3 separate regions of the Gossypium hirsutum genome follow, and all the other regions are linked to region 1. Evidence: chromatin contacts called from public Hi-C data. All regions are on one chromosome and are shown on one strand. The core of a region is the stretch at or near the end of the contact, and the rest is flanking DNA. Distances in the headings are between cores, read along the strand shown.

The links. A called contact is a pair of places that touch in the nucleus more often than the background predicts.
Region 2: a Hi-C map of leaf shows a contact between it and region 1, with 2.7 times the contacts expected there. The contact joins the promoter of LOC107886464 here to the promoter of LOC107886462 in region 1. A contact is called at or near these places in 7 of 34 Hi-C or Micro-C datasets (callus and leaf).
Region 3: a contact with region 1 is called in a Hi-C map of leaf, with 2.4 times the contacts expected there. The contact joins the promoter of LOC107886466 here to the promoter of LOC107886462 in region 1. A contact is called at or near these places in 4 of 34 Hi-C or Micro-C datasets (hypocotyl, leaf and petal).

Annotation. Positions count from the first base shown.
Region 1 is chrA03:92,093,936-92,097,137 of Gossypium_hirsutum_v2.1, reverse strand. LOC107886462 (REF/SRPP-like protein At1g67360) reads left to right here and starts at 1,553. Exons shown (of 3, transcript XM_016810426.2): 1 at 1,553-1,904; 2 at 2,003-2,236; 3 at 2,459-2,998. The coding sequence starts at 1,698. The coding sequence ends at 2,902.
Region 2 is chrA03:92,302,757-92,305,815 of Gossypium_hirsutum_v2.1, reverse strand. LOC107886464 (mitochondrial import receptor subunit TOM20) reads left to right here and starts at 1,660. Exons shown (of 6, transcript XM_016810428.2): 1 at 1,660-1,962; 2 at 2,153-2,231; 3 at 2,303-2,472; 4 at 2,580-2,627. The coding sequence starts at 1,864.
Region 3 is chrA03:92,337,451-92,340,573 of Gossypium_hirsutum_v2.1, reverse strand. It overlaps LOC107886466 (65-kDa microtubule-associated protein 8), which reads left to right and starts at 1,507. Exons shown (of 11, transcript XM_016810430.2): 1 at 1,507-2,055; 2 at 2,149-2,352; 3 at 2,663-2,920; 4 at 3,019-3,123. The coding sequence starts at 1,840.

The sequences.
Region 1 (3,202 bases), core at 304-2,803:
GTAGACAAAGAAATTATGGAGCTTTCTTGATGGACAACCTTCCTCTTGTGAAATCTTTTAGTGGAAAAGTTGGCTTTGAATCTCAACGTGTTGGTTTCTTGCAAAATCAGAGTGTTCCCATATTCACATGATACAATCAAATATGCTAGTGGATGTATTGTTGGTTGCTCTCTTTTAGCTATCCATGGTGGAACAAAGGATGGGAAGAAGTTCCAAGCTGATTGGAATGCCATTAAAGCTGTTAAAAATGCACTTAAAATGCCAGTTTTTGCCTGTCTCTTTGTACTAATCCCGCTGTTAGTTATATGTTTCCATGAGTTATATGTGTTGTGTAAGTGGTTGTAGTGTTTAGTACAAAGTTTGCAATTTTTCAGTCTTGTTCTATTTTATTTTGTCACTCAACATGAGCTACTCAGATGATATAGCAGAGTGTATCTCAATTTTTTTACTTCTGCATGTAATAAAATGCCTCACATTTTGGAAATGTTTTACCTTCTACTTATTAATAATTTTATGATTGTTTGGAAAATGAAATTTGTGTTTGTGTTTGGTCATTGCTCAATAATTTGGAGCATGTTTTAACTAAAATATATACATATGGTTGTTTATGTAAATTAATTTGTATTTAACCATAAATAATTATTATTTAATTCAAAAATAAATAAAATTATGTTAGAAAGAATTTTTTTGAACGAGTATTCTTTGATGTTCAAAGCTTAGATTTTGTAAAAATTTTGTTAAAGCCAAATCATCCGAACATAAAAAAAAAATTTATAAGTTCATTTTTGAGAAATTATATTTTTAAGTAATTTTTCATGTAATAGCACACCCTGATTATTAATATATCGAGGATTAACCACTAATATAATAATAAAAGAATATATTGATATTAAATCTGTAGTTCACATCCCAATCCAAAACACTAAACAACTCCGATTCTTCTCCTATATATATTAATATGTTCAATTTTATATAAAATATAGAAAACACAACCTAATACAACTTATAAAATTATAATATTTTTGTAAAAAAAAATCTAATAATTAAATCTTAACGACTCAACACTTGCTTCCCTCCTATCACAATTTTGAGTTCCAAAAGTAAAATGAGACACAAAAGCGGTTGAATTATTTAAAGTTATTGAGTTATTAAATTTTTTTAAAAAAATTTGATTAGTGAATTTTAAGTGACACTTCAATGATCAATAAAATAGATTAATATTTATTAATAAGTATAATAACATATCTTATATCTAAGTTAATTTGATAATTAATGTCAAAAATTAAAGAACAATATTTTTTGAATGTTAGTTTGAAATTTATAACATTCAACATTATTTTTTAAAAAAAATTAAACTGTAAAAAGAAAGAGTAAGAAAATCTTTCAATTTGTGCAAGTAATACAAACGAAAAAAGTTATACAATAATTATTTTAATCATTCAATAGCTTAAATAAAAACTTTTAAATTATTTTAAAATTTTTAAAATTAAATAATTAAAATATAATTTACAAATAATTTAATAATATTCAGCGCAATTAGATAGAATAAAAATTGGTGTGGGAATGGGTGGACCTCACAACAGACCGCCCAAGAATAAGAAAATGGTTCCCTTAGATATTATTGCATCTCCACCAAGTAAGATCCTTCCACGTGTCCTTCTAGAATCCTCTATTTGCTCCCAGAAAAGTAAAGAAAGATGAAATTGGAAAACCGCCCGCTCTGGCATTGTGATATCCTTAGATCCGATATAAACCGTTGGATCTCATCTAACATCCCATATGAATTCATCTATAAAATAAATAAAATTGCACTTGTTTTACACCGTAGATTACGATCGTTTATTTTCTCTCAAAAAAGTGAAGCAAAGAATACTTGCATCAAACAGATGGCAACCATGGAGAAGGTATTTTGATCTCTTCTTTCTTCTTCTCCTCCTTTCTCCCTTATTTTCAAAATTTAAGCTTAGAGCTTTTTTGTTTGTGATTTGATTTAAAATTTTAGGGGTTAGAGTTTGAGAACAAGAATTTAGGCCTCAAGCACCTAAACTTCGTCAGGGTGGCTACAATCCACGCCTTGGTTTGCGTCTCGAACCTTTACGATTACTCTAAACAGAACTCGGGGCCGTTGAGATCCACCGTTGACGCCGTCGAGCATGCCGTTACCACTGCCGTCGGTCCCGCCTACGGGAAATTTAAGGATGTTCCTGATCATTTTCTTGGATTTCTTGATAACAAGGTATTCGCCCATTAAGAAAAAATCACTGTTTGGAACTTTTGATCAGAAGTTTCTGTTGATTAGTTCTTTCTCGTCTTTAAGTTTAGCAAGTAATTTTAGTATTTTGAAATTCATCGGAAGAGTAAGGATTAAATCTAATATTTTAAAAATGGGGAAAGTTAAGTTTAGCGTGAACCAATTTATTCCTAACTTTATTATCGTATTTGATTAAAATAACCGTAGGTAGATGAGGTTTCACACAAATTTGACGAGCATGCTCCAGCACCAGCCAAGCAAGTGGTTAACCTGGCCCACGATTTGGTCCAAAAGGCAACCCAAAAGGCTCAGAAACTAGTAGAGGAGGCTCGAACCAATGGAGCACGAGGGGCTTTGCACTACGCTGCAGCTGAGTACAAGAACTTGGTGTTGGTAAGCTCGACCAAGTTGTGGGTTAAACTGAACAGCAACTTGACTTTCAACTCAGTGACAGAAAAGGTTGTTCCCAAAGCAGCTAATTTGTGTGAGAAATACAACAGTTGGTTAAAGGAGAAGAGCGGAAAAGGTTATCCTGTGGTTGGGTATTTACCATCGATTCCCGTTGATGCCTTTGGGAAGGCTGTTAAGGAAGCTGAAGGAAAAGAGAAAGCAAATGCGGATGATCATAAATCTGAATCAGATTCAGATTAGGTGTTTGGTTTCTGAGTGTGTTAGTAGAGAGGCAATGTGATGCTTTGCCATTGTAAATTGGCTACATGTTGAATCTAATATGACTTGGTTCGTTTAGATGTCTGATATGTTTGCTCTCTGAATTTGTGGCTGATTTCATGATATGCCCTTTTCAACTTTCAATCTTCCAGCTTGTATTAGATTATGAGTACATACGATTAAAAAGTTATTTATTTTTAATTTAAAATTAAATTAAGCATTTTTTTAAATAATAAAGGTTTACCTATTGGTGAAAAAATAAAGGTTAAAATCTGTTTTTAG
Region 2 (3,059 bases), core at 411-2,910, 210 kb before region 1:
CCATTTTATGTTTACCCATTGCATACATAAATAATTATATTTCTCCAATATAAAATTATTTAATTTATTTATTTCTTTAAATGTGTATAAATAAAACAAAAATAAAATTTTATATATACATTTGAACCACAATCAAAGTTCATGTATAGTTTTAAAATTTATCATTTATTAAAATTATAAAAATAAATAAATTTTAGACATTTGAATCTGTACATCTATTTGTCCAGCTTTATTTTAGATATAAATTTTTAAATTAAAAAAATAAACATATATTTTAAATTAAAAATTTAAAATAAATACTTAAAAGAAATAATTTTTTAACATTTATTCAATGAAATTTGAGGGCTTAAATATAGAAAGATATGTCTAATTGATAAAACCCAGATCTCTCCATCTATCTTTTGCTCTTTCAATGCTGACCCTCTACAAAGCACCTAAACATGTGCCCCAAGATCCCTTCACTTTGAATATCAGACTTTATGCCTGGTCTTATAGGTGGAGCAACTATTGTTGAGGAACCTGATGACTCTCAGTTGATTTCAAGCAAGAATCCCCACGTTATGCTCTATTCTGCTTTCTCGTAGATTCTACAATGTTGATTTTTGGTGAACTCCTCAACAAGGATAAAAAGTGGATTAATATTATTCTTATCTCAATTCCACTCCAAACCATAGACAATTGGCAGCAATGAGCAGCTTGCGCTTCTAAAACCTACATCAAATTTCTCTGCCCCTAACTTGATATTGCAAAGTGTAAAAAAAAAAAAAAAAACCCCTACAATTTTAACTTAAAAAAGGTAAATTACACAGTTGATCCCCTAAATATTCTCATGTGTTTTTATTTTGGACACTAAAAATAAAAAAATTTTGCAAAAATGGCACTACCATTACAAACCATTTTCATTTTTGATCACTCATCATTAAATTGGGGTTAAACAATAGTATTGTAGACTCTCTTTAATTACTCAACTTTAGTAGGTTTTCATTTTAGTAATTCATTTCCTTTTTTAGAATTAATATTATTTAAAAAAAAGGTTTTTATGAGAAATTGAGTTATTTAGCTGCAGAAATGAAATTCAAATCATTGTAAAAATTCATGTTTTTCATGATTAAAAAACTTAGGTTTTCCTAATTTTATTAAAAAACTAAAATTATTTCAAAAAAAGATAAAATGCTTTTTTGTAAAAACTTAAGTTTTTCCTATAAAACTCAGGTAATTTCTTGCAAAACCTTAGATTTTTCTTTTTTTTCCAAAGAATTAAAAATAATTCTTGAAAAGAAAAAAAATTGAGAAAATTAAAAATATAAATTGGTTTTTCCATGTAAGAACCTATGTTTTTCCTTGTAAAGATTCAAGTTTTTTTCCTTGTAAAAATTAATTCTAAAAAAGGACATTAAAAAGATAAAATGAGTGGCTAAAATAGAAATTTACTAAAGATAGATGACTAAATTGAGTGTACACTAAGATTGCATAACCCTGAAAATAAGGGTGGGTAACTAAAATGAAAACGGTTTGTAATGACACTGCTCTTTTTGCAATTTTTAAAAATTTTCATGGCCAAAATAAAAAGTTCTGAAAGTTGAGTGACCCAAATTTAAATTTCCCCTAAAAAAGAGAGAGAAAGAAAGTAGGAGGGGAGACCCTTGGTATCCGCAACGTGGAAGTGAAGTAAACATACGAGAAAAGAGAGCAAAGGAAAGGCAAAAGGAGCGCCAAATATCGAGGGTCGAGGGCCATCACGGTCTTTTTGTCATAAGTTTATGTTACCTTCTCTACTTCACTTCTCCAATAGGAAAAGAAAAAACCCTAGCGGCTACACTCTTCCCTCACTTTCTAAACTAACAGAATAAATCAATCACGGAAATGGAGTTTTCTCAAGCCGACTTCGATCGCCTTTTAGTCGCCGAACACACTCGTAAAACGTCTGAAGTGAACTACGCTAAGGACCCTCTCGATGCTGAGGTTCCTTCTTTATTTCTATCCTTTCAATTTTTTTTAATTCGTTTCTTTGTTTGCAGTTACTTTCCTCTGTTAATTGATTTTAATAGTAATGAGGTTTTAATTCTTTTATTCTTGTTTTCTTCTTTGGTTTGAGGTTTTCTTTTAAAGAAATTGTTCTGCGTTTCCTATTATCTGTTAAAAATGTTTGCAGAATTTAACCAAATGGGGAGGGGCTTTACTCGAATTAGCTCAATTTCAGACTGTTTCAGATGCAAAGCAGATGATAAATGGTACTCTACCATGTTCTTGAGTTTATTCCTATTATTAGTTTTTGCTAATGCAATGAATATTGATCATTTAGATGCAATTTCGAAATTGGATGAGGCGTTGATGATAAATCCATCCAAGCACGAAACTTTGTGGTGCATGGGAAACGCTCTTTCCACTACTGCATTTATGACTACCGATTCTGACGAGGCAAAAGTTTCTTTTGATAAGGCAGCTCAGTTTTTCCAAAGAGCTGTTGATGCGGTAACTTCTTTGTTTTTTTGACTCTTATGCCTGTTTTGAAGATCCCAAATTGAGGGTTTCGGACGCTAATTTGGGTTTTATTTTTTAAATATTTTTTTGGGTTGTAGGATCCTGGCAATGAGCTTTATCAAAAGTCTTTGGAAGTTGCAGCTAAGGTAAACCTGCTTTTCTTTTAAGTTTCATAACACGGGAACAAAGATGTATGCTTTTTTTATGTAAATATAACCTTATGTAATTTAATTGATGTTTTAATATTTTAGCTGCATTGTTTGATGTGGTAATTATTTGAAATGAACTTGGTGTGGTAATCTGGACTTAGTTTTCTGAAAGACAGAAGCAGGATACCTTGTTAATGATAAGGTTATGGCTAGTGCTTAATTAAATATTAAGATATTTTGTTACTATGGCTGGTTTAGTGGGATTGGTGTTTTCCTTTTGTTTTACCTACTTTAAGCTGGTTTGCATTTCTTTTTTATTTAATTTTTTTTTTGTGTTAAATGGATGTGTTTATTTTCTTGGGAAAGAGAATCTAGGGCAGTGCGGGTGAGGAGTGGATGTTTTGCTGATGATACTTTGTGCTCTGATTT
Region 3 (3,123 bases), core at 258-2,757, 240 kb before region 1:
AAACTTGCTTTGATAGTATAATTAGAAAAACATAGTATTACTTCATTTAATACGTTGACAATTAAATTTTTAAGCTATACAATCTTTTTTTTGATAAATTTTAAGCTATACAATCAATTTCATAAGATTGGGAATATGTGTCGATTAAAAATTTGTAAAAATATTTGAGACAATACTCTTGAGATTTGACATAAATCTTAAATCAAAACCAACGTTTGAAAATTTCATCACTGCTCTAATGTTAAACAAATCAAATTAATTAGTTTAGTTTAGTTTGAAAACTGACTTCTGACATAAAACTATTTTTATTATACTTTACTATCTATATTCTTAATTGCAAAAATAATATATTAAGAATTTAGTAATGTCATTGTCAATGAAATTTTTAGATTTCACAAATAGAATTAAAAAATTAATCAAAGTATTTTATATAGGTATAATAAAATAATAGAAAAATAAACATTTAAAAAAAAGAAACATGTGACAATTTTTTAAATTGTTCACTATTAATATATCAAATATTAACTCTATATTACTCAAAACATCATAAAATAATGTGTTTAAACATACCCAAGCAATCCTCCTAATTAATATTATCTATTGAATTTTAAGTTTTAAATCAAATAATTACAAGAATTAAATTCATAAAATTAAGGACATAATTTCATCTCCAATTCATCAACTATAAAACCAAAAACATCCTCTTCTTTTTCTTCCTTTATTTTTTTTTTCTCGTTTATTTTGCAACATGGAATCTGGGTTTAGTTGTATTTGGAAATTCTTTTTAGAAAAAAAAAGAAAAAAAAACTTAAAATTCTTAAATCGTATTCTCAACAACAACAATAATTAAAAACTGGGCGTCGGAACATTCTTTAAGAAATGACTAAAAAATTGTCTTTTTAGAGCCAACTGCCTATGGTCCCAACCGCCAAGTCTTAAGCCAGAAGCCTTTTTTGCCAGACATACTATGGTGGCAATTGGCAAAGCAGCCACATGGTTTTCACTTTCCTTTTCTAGATAAGTTCTTACAAACTAAAAAGCAACCCGGCTTAGTAGGGCCCTCCTGCTTTGGCATCTATGTCACTACAAACCTAATCCTCAATATCACTAAAGCACCAATTGGCTAATGATAAGGAAGACACACCTTCATTTCTCATTAAATCTTTTTTTTTTTGTTGAATGAGGTGGAATGTGTTGGGCTGAAAATGATTCACTAACTATTTCCAAATTCTCTTGAATATTATATTTGTTTCATTCCTAATCCAAATTATGCAAGGAATCTTTAACATTATTGCAAATTTGGAATATCTTAACTTCACAATTAGGTAGCTAATCATCATAGAGGGAGAGATAAGTACCTCAAGGTTGAACCATGGGATCAGATGGTTCCGAATCTCCTAGCCATTGCAATGGGGCTTCATCATCCATTTCTGAAGTTCCTTTTTCCTGACTCTGACATTCTAACAATGGATTGCAAAACTGTTCCATCTGGTCACGGATTGCTTAGGAATCAAGTTACGGTTAAATCTAATTTAAAGACTTCACCTAAGATGAATGTTAATGTAATACATACAATATAATGCTTGATTAACAATACATACCTCAAGTAAGCAGGTTACATCACTTTATTTATAAAGGAACCTCAGCTTAATTTATTAAGATGGAGAGTCATATTGTCTTCTTTTTCATATTTAAATTGAAAATAAAAAGAGGGAAAAGCTGGAGCTGGAAAATCCACAAAAACGGATGACCCTTGAACCCAAAGCTTCACTAGCACCTAACTCTGTCAGCCTTGTCTTTTAAGCAAACAGCTCAAACCCCATTATTCTTTCTCACAACATGGTTTGGTTGCTCATCAAAGAACTCAAACCAAAAAGTTCCACCCTTCAGTCCAAGCGTCCTAGCCAAAGCATCCAGCTTTTTAGCAGTTTCAAGTCTCCCAGCAGTAGTCATCACCGGTATACAGAAAGGATGGGATCGTTCCAAGCGCCTCCTGGAATGAGAAGCTCTGCATTGTTAGAAACTTCATGTGGATATTTACTTCAAGAGTTGCAGGCAAGAGATTCTCTATTTTATTTCCCCTTGATAATATTTTAAGTAAAGCTGTGGTTGTAATCAGATCATACCTTGTGATATGTAATGGAATAGATGATATGGAATGAAGTTGGAGAAGATCAGTCAGAAAGAGAGAAGGTTCTACTAGAATTAGAGCAGGAATGTCTGGAGGTCTACCGGAGAAAAGTTGACCGAGCAAATATGTCAAGAGCTCGCCTTCATCAGGAACTCGCCGAATCTGAAGCTGGATTCACTCACCTTCTTTTGTCCCTTGGTGAACGATCCCTTCCCGGACGGGTACCATATCGATCAATCTCTGCCTTGTTTGAAGCTGAAAGTTCATATTTAACCTACACACACGCATACATATATGTATATATCAAAAGATGCATGGTATTTCATATGGTTCAAAACATCAAAAGGATAAAAGCAATCTAGATTCCATTGATTTTTGTCGTAAACGAAACAACTGAGAACAATGTTCCTGTTAGCAGTAAAATTGGGCAATAAAAATATGGAGATTTGATCCACTCAACATGCAGCTCGAGAAAGTAATTGTTAATGTTGATTGCTTGGTTCCATAACCTCCTACTTAATGTCTCTGCAGCCAGAGAAAATGTCAGGAACAATAAAGCAACAACTTGATTCCATTACGCCAGCATTGCGGGAAATGCGGTTGAGGAAAGAAGAGAGAGTAAACCAGTTCAGAGCTGTACAAGGGCAAATTCAGAAAATCTCTGCCGAAATTGCTGGTCAGTCAGAATATGATGACTCCATAACAAATGTCAAGGTGAATGAGAATGATCTTTCTTTGAAGAAACTTGAGGAATATCAGAATGAGCTCCAAAGACTCCACAATGAGAAGGTACATAATATCCTCAAAATTTGTATTAAGGAAGTTGTACAGAGGAATCATCCTAATTAACATCATATACTTTTCTTTCCGGTTTTATTCTTCTGAAGAACAACAGACTCCAGCAAGTGGAAAAATATATAGCTGCTGTTCACAATTTGTCTGCAACATTGGGGATGGAATCTTCCATGATTATTACAAAGGTTCACCCAAGC